Regions from separate parts of the Zea mays genome. Here region 2 is linked to region 1. A link is a contact called in public Hi-C data. All regions are on one chromosome and are shown on one strand. The core of a region is the stretch at or near the end of the contact, and the rest is flanking DNA. Distances in the headings are between cores, read along the strand shown. Region 1 holds the start of LOC100282051 (mitochondrial import inner membrane translocase subunit TIM23-1). Region 2 holds the start of LOC100191408.

Region 1 (4,841 bases), core at 693-3,192:
GTCTAACGGGTCATCTTTTTTTAACTGAATCATCTCATCAAAACGCCTTTCTTTTCTGGTTTTGTCCAAGTGCTCTTGTGCTGCTCTAGACTTCTATTATGTCGTGACACGTAACAATGGAGGTGCTGGTTGATAATGGAATTTTCCATAAGATGTTGGCATTAGGCCATGTAAGGGCTTGTTCGATCATTTTGATTCCATATGAATTGAAGGAGATTGGTATGGATTAAGAGAGATTTTAAATTACTAGGAATTTAAACACACTCAATCTCATTCAATTTATATGGATTGGGTTCAAAGGAACGTGGCCTAAGACTGTAGCATTGGGTAAAAAATTGTTTGGTCGCACGTCAAGGCTGAATCAATGGGTAAAAAAATTGATCATCCTACTGCCCTATCTGTAATTTTTACGAAGGGTTCGCGTCCCAATCTGTAATTTCTATGGAGGCTTCGATGCAAACTTTTTGCCTATCCAATCTGTAATTTATATGAAGGCTTGGTTGCAAAAAAATTTTTAAAAAAATCACCATGGTATGGAATGGGGATAATGGTGCAGACGTTCAGTCTGCCCCAATTCGAACAAATCACGACAGAAAACAAGATGTCATCTCATCTCGGAGCAATGAGCAATATAGATTGCTTATCTCAAAGGCACTAAACTTAAGGGTGCAGTGTCAAATCTCAGAGAATTTCACTCCACACATCACCACAACACACACACACACACACACTCTAAGGGCATGTTTAGCAATCCATATGTGTGAGAAGTGGATTTAGTTAGAATTTAAACTAACGTTCACCCTAATCCACTTTTCTATGTATGGATTGAGAACATGAAATGGATTGACGACAATACATGTGCATCCAAACAAGGAGATAAAAATACCTTCATCTAGCCCTTAACATATAAGGACAAAGCAGAACTAAAGCATCTTGAAGCACGATGTTGCATTGCAATTCCAATGCAAGCTCAAAATTTCCCATTCAGGGCTTGTTCGGTTATTTTCAATCCATATGGATTGGAGGGGATTGATATGGATTGGAGGTGATTTTGACCCCTCAATCCATATGGATTGGGGTAGAACCGAACAAGCCCTCAGCTAGTTTTCAGAAAAGGCAAACCCCTTCCCTACTAGAGCACTAGACGATATCATTGTTCGCTCATCATTGCTACCACAAAAAAAACACGATCATATGACATTCACGTATCTCTTGGCTAGCTGCTTGCCCCCCGCGGCGGCGGCGGCTAGGATCCCACCGAGGGCGCCTGCGACGGCGGCGGATCGCGGCCCGTTGGCGGCGCGGAAGAGCGTGCCCGTGCCAAGCCCAGCGGCGACGCTGTTCATCCAGTCGTCGCGGTCACGGGCCGCGACCATGGCGCTCTCGATCCCGGCGTACATGAGGCCAATGACGCCCAGCGTATTCCCGACGCGGCGGCCAGAGCTGCCGCAGGCGTTGAGCACGCGGTTGGCGCGGATCTTGGCGGTCTCCCCGGGCTCAGCGCCCCTGGCGGCGTCGCGGAGGCCCAGGACGGCGCCGCCAACGGCGCCGGAGAGGTACCCGACGCCCGTATAGAAAGTGAGGTTCTCACCCCACGAGCGTCGTTGCGCCAGGGCCTCCTCCTGGAAGAGGAACTCCGGCGAAGTGGGGAGGTCGTAGAGCGTCCGGTAGCTGTAGGGCATGTTGAGGTCCTGGTACGGGTTGTACAGCCGGCGTTCGGCGTCGGAGCGGTCGTCGGATCCTGATGGGAACATCCGAGGGTCATCCATGGCGGCGGCGGCGGCGGCGGGGTGGAGCTGCTAGGGTTTTTGGTGGTGTCGGCGGCGGGAGGCAGGAGCCGGGGAAGTGGGGAAAGGAAAGGCAACGGAGCGTTTTGGTAGCCGCCTTTTGCGAGGTCCTACTTTGGCGGCCTATATTCCCGCCGGAATTCCGATCTTTTTCCGGTGAGAAAAGCCTTCGTGGAAATGATCAGGGACTTACGGCAACTCCAAAAATTCCCTAAAAAATTCTTCCCAAAATATTTTATTAGGGACTGTTGGAAAAAAATTCATAGTTTTTTTTATCACACAGTAGATTGCTAAAAACTTATCTAAAAAATTTAAAAAGGAATATGGGCCAATGGATAATATATTGGGCCACGTACTTACGCACCGGTATTTCATCTGAACACAATTGCTGAAATCTGGAAGCAAGCAGTCAGGTTCAGTAAAAAAGATGAGCACAATGGAAGTACCATGTGCAAAGCTGAACACAAGTATAGTTATTGCTCTACAATGGTGCTGAATTTTTTGGTAGAAAGCTAAAAAAAGCTGACGACCCTGCATATCAGCTAAAGTCGCATGTAGAAATCTTAGGAAGCAGTCCAGTTTACAATTTGGTTCCACACGCGAAAAAGCATCAGGACACTCGACACTTGCCTTGCATGTGCCTGCAGGCCGCCAGATTACGACCGTGACCCTGTAACAAAAGTTTAAAATACTAATTGTTGCCGTCAGTTGACGTAAGCTATATAGAGGATTGGGGAATCCTTCACGCAAATATGCGGGTGAGAGGATGCCGATACAGGGGATGCGAAAAAATTAAGAAAGTATCGACAGTTTACGGAGAGAATATACTAGCTCTTTTTCCCTAAAAGAGGTTTTAGAGCAGCTCCAAAAAAGCACTAAAAATTTGTTTCCCAAAATCTCTTATTAGCGCGGTAGCGCCCTTAGAAAATAAAATCCACTGTAAATATGTTATCTCACAGAAATTACTAAAAACTTTTTCCTAAAAAATTGAAAGGGACATGGGCCAGCGGATGTTGTATTGGATCATGGTTTGGCTTTTGGATTTAACTTTTACGCTAAAAGCCAAATCAAAGGGTTGAATCTAGAAAATAGTTTTTTTTTTCTAAATATCGACTTTTTCGCAGTGTAAAATTGAAAGCACTTGAAAGCACTTATGAATATGTTTTTTGTGACTTTTGAATGGAATTGGCGAAAATATACATGAAAGAATTCTTAGCGGCTTTTAGTGGTTTTCACCAAACAGTTTTTAGTTTTTTATCAGTTCACAACCTACAACAATTTTTTCACAGCTAATAACCCACATTAATTTTTTTTCGACAGCTCACAACCCACATTAGCTTTTTTTCACAGCCACAGCCCAACCAAACAGACCCGTATGTACGCAATGCTGCTCTTGGTTTTATGCATGCGCCTCCACCCACGTCCAGCAACAAATAGACATGTGTTTTAGACCTTGTTCGGTTATTCACATTTTAGGATGATTGAAGGGGATTAGAAGAGATTATTTTTTTGACTAGCTACAAATATAAACCCATTCATCAATCTTCTTCAATCCACGTGTTTAATCTTAAAATTTACATGTCTACGGTAGTATTTCTTCGGAGATGCTTCTAAAACCATGTTCATTTTCTTAACTGTGTTTATAATAATACGTTAACAACACTCCAATTTGTGCCTTGCATCATAAAATACGCTAATTAAAAATTTAATTAAGTTTAATAGATTCATGGATTAGTCATGGCCTACTTATTTAATTTTTATAATCAATGTATGTTCAATTTTTAATTAATATTTAAGACCTATATTTAGGGATGACAACACGGAATTCCCCGTCGATGAATAGCTCCCTATCCTCGTCCCTACGATGAAAAAATTTCTAAGCAGTAATTTTCACAAATGCCTGTGAGGACATAGGAGTGAAGATAGAGAATGTTTCCCGGTCTCGTACTCGTTCACTTGTGGGAAGAGATTTTCCGTTTACATTTCCATGAAAAAAACTTATTTTATCTTTATCTTCTAAGGTTTAGTTTGGCAACATTATTTCTCAAAAGAATTTTTATCTTTAGGAAAATAAAAACCTCTTAAGAAAATGAAATTACCAAACTAGCCTGAATGGAAAAAAATCTCCATGACGAATCGAAGATGACCCAAGAGATTCGGAAAATAGGAACCCATCGATAATGGAGGCATTGCAGTCGCCGCTGTCATGAGACCGTGAAAGCACAAGCCAACGACGCCTGTTTACATGCCGCACAAAGTTCGGTGTGTTGAATAATAAAATCACGAGAACATAAGGTATCTTGATCGACCCGTTGTTGGAAACGGTCAAGTCAGATTCAGTCTCTTTTTCTTTTTTGAACGGAATCCAGTCTTGTTCACGAAGATTTTGGATCCTCGTGTCTGCATGTTTTCATCTCTTCCCCACCAACACGAACAGGCGGAACAGCTAGGTCAGCACCAACCGAACCGGCTCGTGCACCGGTACGCCAATAATGCTCGCAGGCGCACCAGTTTATCACCACACCATCCACGAGCCCATCGTGTCAGTGTCAACTACCCCCGGGCTCCCGGCTCGTGCATCGGTACACCAATACTGCTCGCAGGCGCACCAGGTCATCGGTCACCATCCACGAACCCATCGTGTCAGTGTCAACAGCTCCCGTTTTCGGGGTTCCCGGGTCCCGGTTCGCCGGCTCGCCGCCGTGTCGCGCTGCAGAGAAAAAAAAGACCCCGTCAAAATCACCGAAAAAATCTTGCGCGCATGTCGCTATGCTCCGCTCTCCGATTTTTTATTACATTTCAGCTCCTTTTCTTATTTTTTTTACATTTAGATCTCTGGACGATTTAATATCGTTTTTGATCTTTTAATTGACGTCATAACTCACAACGTTGAAGTAACACGTCTTGACGCCATGATCTATGACGCCGAGTGAAGGATACGCAGGACTCTAGACGTTGAGGTGGTGCATACGTGGCTGAGTTAGTGCGTACGTGGTCGAGCTTGACGTAGCTTGACGTCGTGACCTATGGCGCCGAGATCGCTGCCAAATAAAG
Region 2 (4,607 bases), core at 1,310-3,809, 370 kb before region 1:
CACCAAGAACTCTAGTAGTGTGTTATCAAAATCTTCACCACCCAAGAAAGTATCACCATTTGTTGCTTTCACCTGAGTGGCAATACATAGAATGAAATCAGAGCAGAGTGTAATTCGGAAAATGTTTCTACAATGAGTTGACTTGAAGGTTATGAAGATATACCTCAAAAACTCCATTTGAGATCTCCAGGATAGAGATATCAAAAGTTCCTCCTCCAAGATCAAATACCGCTATCAAGCCTTCCTTGTTGTTCATTCCATAAGACAGAGCAGCTGCTGTAGGTTCATTGATGATCCTTTCAACATCAAGGCCAGCAATGCGACCAGCATCCTTTGTGGCCTGACGCTGAGCATCATTGAAATAAGCTGGAACAGTAATCACTGCCTTTGAGACTGATTTGCCAAGGTAAGATTCAGCTGTCTCCTTCATCTTGGTCAGCACAAATGCACCGACCTGACTCGGTGAGTACTGCTTGCCATCTGTTGTTTCAACCCAAGCATCACCATTTGGAGCCTTCACGATTTTGTATGGCACCATCTTCATCTCTTTCTGTGTCTGTGGATCATCAAAGCGTCGCCCAATCATCCTCTTTGTTCCAAAGAAAGTATTCTGGGGATTGGTTACTGCCTGGCGCTTGGCTGGAGTACCAACAAGTCTTTCACCCTTCTGAGTAAATGCGACAACAGATGGTGTTGTTCTCGCACCTTCAGCATTCTCAATAACTTTTGGGTTCTGCAGTCATTTAATATAGTTATTTAACTCAGCAATAAAACAAATATGAGAGACAAAAATCATGAAGGGCAAAAATCCTTATGAGTAACTCACCTTTCCTTCCATAACAGCAACACAAGAGTTAGTTGTCCCCAAATCAATCCCAATAACCTCATTTCCAGCAGCTTTTGCACTGAAAGCAGTTACCATGCAAATTAGCATTACTAAAATCAGAAAAGCGTTAAGAACTCAAACAGGAGATAATTATTACCTAAAAGGTCTTGCAAAATTTCCCCATTTTGAGCATATGTTGGCAGCACATGTTGACTGTAAGTTGGCACCCAGCTGAAACAAGTACATTCGGAGACTTCAGGTCCCATTTGAATCCTAGAGGGATTATAAGAATCTAGATAGTAGATAGAGATTTTGAGAATCTGAATTTAGAATCTAGACATTGAGATTTTGATAATCTGAATTTTGGACAAAAATAATCTGATTGTTTGGATTCCCAGAATACTCTTGATAGTGGATGCATTGTTCTTGTACAAGATAAATGTCAAGGTACCAGTTCTTTTTTTTGGAGATAAGATGACAGGATTCCGCACATTTTTCCTGTCATCTCATCTCCAGAAAAAGCTGGCATCTTATTTACAGCCCCATAGGTAGGTAGACCAACTAGCACTTGAATTAGCAGCTAAAAACAGTTTTTTTCTGAACTAAAATGGATTCATTAGCACTAAAAATTAGCACCTAAAATTAGTACTAGCTAGTGGATCCAAACAGACTGCTAATTATTAACTAGCTCCTAACTATTAGTTCCATTAGCTGGTTTGGAATTGCTAATAGGTACTAATAGTTCAGATACACCTTCAACTCACCATCCAACCACCTATCCACCTATTAGCAATAGGCCCCAAATAGATCCAATAAAACTGAATGCATTCACTGAAAAACAAAAACCTGACAGACCATAGCCATATGACAATTTATCCATGGTTAACTCCATAACAGTATTGAGGCCCCCTTTGGCAAGGCTCCAGCTCCTCTGAATACAGTTTCGGCTCTAGCTCCTCTGGCTCCTTGGCTTCTGTGGAGGAGTCGGGTCCTTTTTGCAATTCGTTTGGAAAAACAGCTTCTCTTGTGTTTTTTCGAATGATGTATGAGAAAAATTGAGGAGCCGGTATAAGCCACGTTTTTGGTGCTCTGGCTCCCAACAAGAAAACGGCTCTAGCTCCTAGAGGGTTCTCGACGAGAAGCCGTTTTTTTACCATCTGGTAGGGCTTCATGATGAGTTGAAGATAGAGCCACCCAAAGAGCCATACCAAAGGGGACCTGAGAATTTGAGATAACACTACTAATAATGCTAAGGAACCCCTGCACAGGGAAACGACCCACAATTTGAGCGATAACACCATGTCGAGGTAAGCCCTTCTATGTGCACAAGAACAGTTGCTCACAAATCGCAGCAGATCATGGCTACTGAAGTTCTACCACAGAAGTAATCCAGAACTACCAAGAACTGAAATAATACATTAATACCCTCTAGTGCTTAGAACCTACAAGCACTAATTCATCCTCCTCCGCGCCAAATCCACGAGAACGTGAGATCCATATATTACAAACGACGAAACTGCTAGCCGAATATGAATGGAAGAGAATTACGGAGATGAAGGAAGGGGCCTTACGGATCCGAGAGGGGACGCGAGCTCCCTTCGGCGCACAGCGCGGAGGAGCAGCGACGCCGCCATAGAAGGCTGGTCCCGGGCACTATCGTGCGGAAGCAAGGGTGGCTGCGGCTGCGGCTGCGGCTGCGGCGAGGGTTTGGAAGATGATGGCTTCGCGAGGCGTCAGGGGGAAGGGGGTCGCGGCGGGCTGGTTCTGAAGTCGGGCATTTTATGAGATCGTGACCGCAGCGGCCGAATGGGTGACTGAACAGTGGGCCTCCACGTCGGGCTGGTGCGGTCGAGCGGCACCGGCGCCACCGCCACGGAAGGCTGTAGAAACCTAACGACCGAGAACCAGGTTATCCGAGGGTTTTCTTACTTTTTCCCAAGGCAGTGACAGGTCTCTTGACTCTTGAGAATGGGCTCAATTCCTGTGTGCTGGGCTGCTGGCTGGCCATTTCACAGCTACTTCTGTCGGGATGGCCAGTTATTTTCTGGTTTTCAGTAAGCAAAAAAAAAAAAAAAAAACAGTTTGCCCCTCTCAGCTATTGCAGTAGTCCGATCTTCTCCCTAAACATAAAAAACTAGTTTTTGACACCTCTCAACTTTAGACCGTTTGTTTTTTCACTTTCAGAGATTTTGTTAGTGCTTTTGCCGATATGGCACCACGTTAAAAGGAGAAAATCGCTGAAAGTATGAAAGTTTATGAAGGTAATATAAAGGGATGGAAAGGATGTGGTGGCTCGCTCAATTGAATGTCCCGTCGAGGCTAAAGAATGAAATTTTTGATAGTCCGTCCAAGTTTCTCAATCCCCTCGAAACAAGGAATGTCTAGCATGTCCTTCTCGTATCCTTGAACGATTGTCGACACTTCTACCATGTAGTACTTTGCTGGAATATCGCGACCATGATATTAACATCCCGGATCGAAAGACTGTGGCTATTTTTCTTGTATGAATATTATTAATACCATATCTTGTGACTAGCGAGCACGACACAGGCATATTGATGTCGTCAACTGGATAGCGGACCTTATTTGTCATAGATGTGACACCGCTTGGAATGGTTGGACACTCTATGAGCTATGACCAATGGTTGTGTTGTTAGAACTAGCTGCATCTGGGGAGCTTGAGTGGCCATTTGTTGAATAGACATCGCACTCGTCAATTGATGCATCAATTCAAGAGAAGGATTGGATAGCATTTGAGACATCATGTCTTTGAAGTCTTTCTTGGCCTCCTCCTTAAAATAATTTGTCGTCGCTTTCTTGTATTGAACGTGATTCTTGTACATAGCTTCCCAATATGGTTTGAATCCTTATTTCCGTCCTTCTTTGGACAAGATGCCCCGTACATAACCAGGATGCTCGGGATTACCTAGACTAGTTGTAAGGGTGTCCCTCTCTTTTTGTGGCTTGAATGATGCTTCCCTCTGCTTAGCTATCACTGCTTCTTCAACTATTGGATCATCAAACGACAAAACAGTCTCGGTTTCTCTTGGTTTTTTAGCACGGATCTAATTCACAATCCTTTGCCAAGTTGCTTAGATAACGCCGACAACCATGTGACCTTGTTCACAGCATCTTCTTGCTCCATCTGTGGAACCTGGCGCTGGTAACCATTTGTGCCTTGGTAGTGGTGGTACTTGTTTTTCTTTACGAGATCTGAATTGGCTTCGGTTGAAGCTAAGAACTTTAGGTTACTCCTCTGATCTAGAAAGACTGTCCATTGACCTGTTGAAATTTTGTACCTATTTGTCGTGTTTAAGTCTCTCTTCGCCCACTTGGTATTCATCTTAGACCTTTAATTTTGGAACATGATTGTACACTTATCGATTACATAATGCTTTACAAGTTCTTTTTAAACCCGAGGAGGAATGAACATTGTTAGTAGCTTATCCGAAATTAGATTATTGACATCGGCCGACACATCTTTCCACTATCGGATTGTGATGTCAAGATTATCCTGAACTAAGACACCAAATGCATTTCAAAACTTAGTTAGGCTTTGTTCAGGAGCTAGGGTGACCTTTCAGGCTCACTTCTGAGACTCTATATGTGTTGTATGGCCACCTGTTCAGTCCTCTGTCACCTCGTTTTCAATCACTCTGCTTCCTTTTTCTTAAACTCTCGGTGGTCGTCTCGGTCGGTTCTGGTGCGTCTTCGTGTGGCACTTCTTCAGCCATTATATCACAAAAATGAGACAATACCTCATATTTATGTAATAAAGTAC

Evidence for each region. A called contact is a pair of places that touch in the nucleus more often than the background predicts.
Region 2: a Hi-C map of leaf mesophyll shows a contact between it and region 1, with 5 times the contacts expected there. The contact joins the promoter of LOC100191408 here to the promoter of LOC100282051 in region 1. A contact is called at or near these places in 2 of 25 Hi-C or Micro-C datasets (ear and leaf mesophyll).

The regions. Positions count from the first base shown.
Region 1 is chr1:228,224,290-228,229,130 of Zm-B73-REFERENCE-NAM-5.0, reverse strand. It overlaps LOC100282051 (mitochondrial import inner membrane translocase subunit TIM23-1), which reads right to left and starts at 1,942. Exons shown (of 1, transcript XM_008666525.4): 1 at 615-1,942. The coding sequence starts at 1,769. The coding sequence ends at 1,191. It also overlaps a transcript of LOC100191861 not described here.
Region 2 is chr1:228,594,685-228,599,291 of Zm-B73-REFERENCE-NAM-5.0, reverse strand. LOC100191408 reads right to left here and starts at 2,559. Exons shown (of 6, transcript NM_001136842.1): 1 at 2,398-2,559; 2 at 984-1,057; 3 at 827-905; 4 at 164-733; 5 at 1-72. The coding sequence starts at 2,460.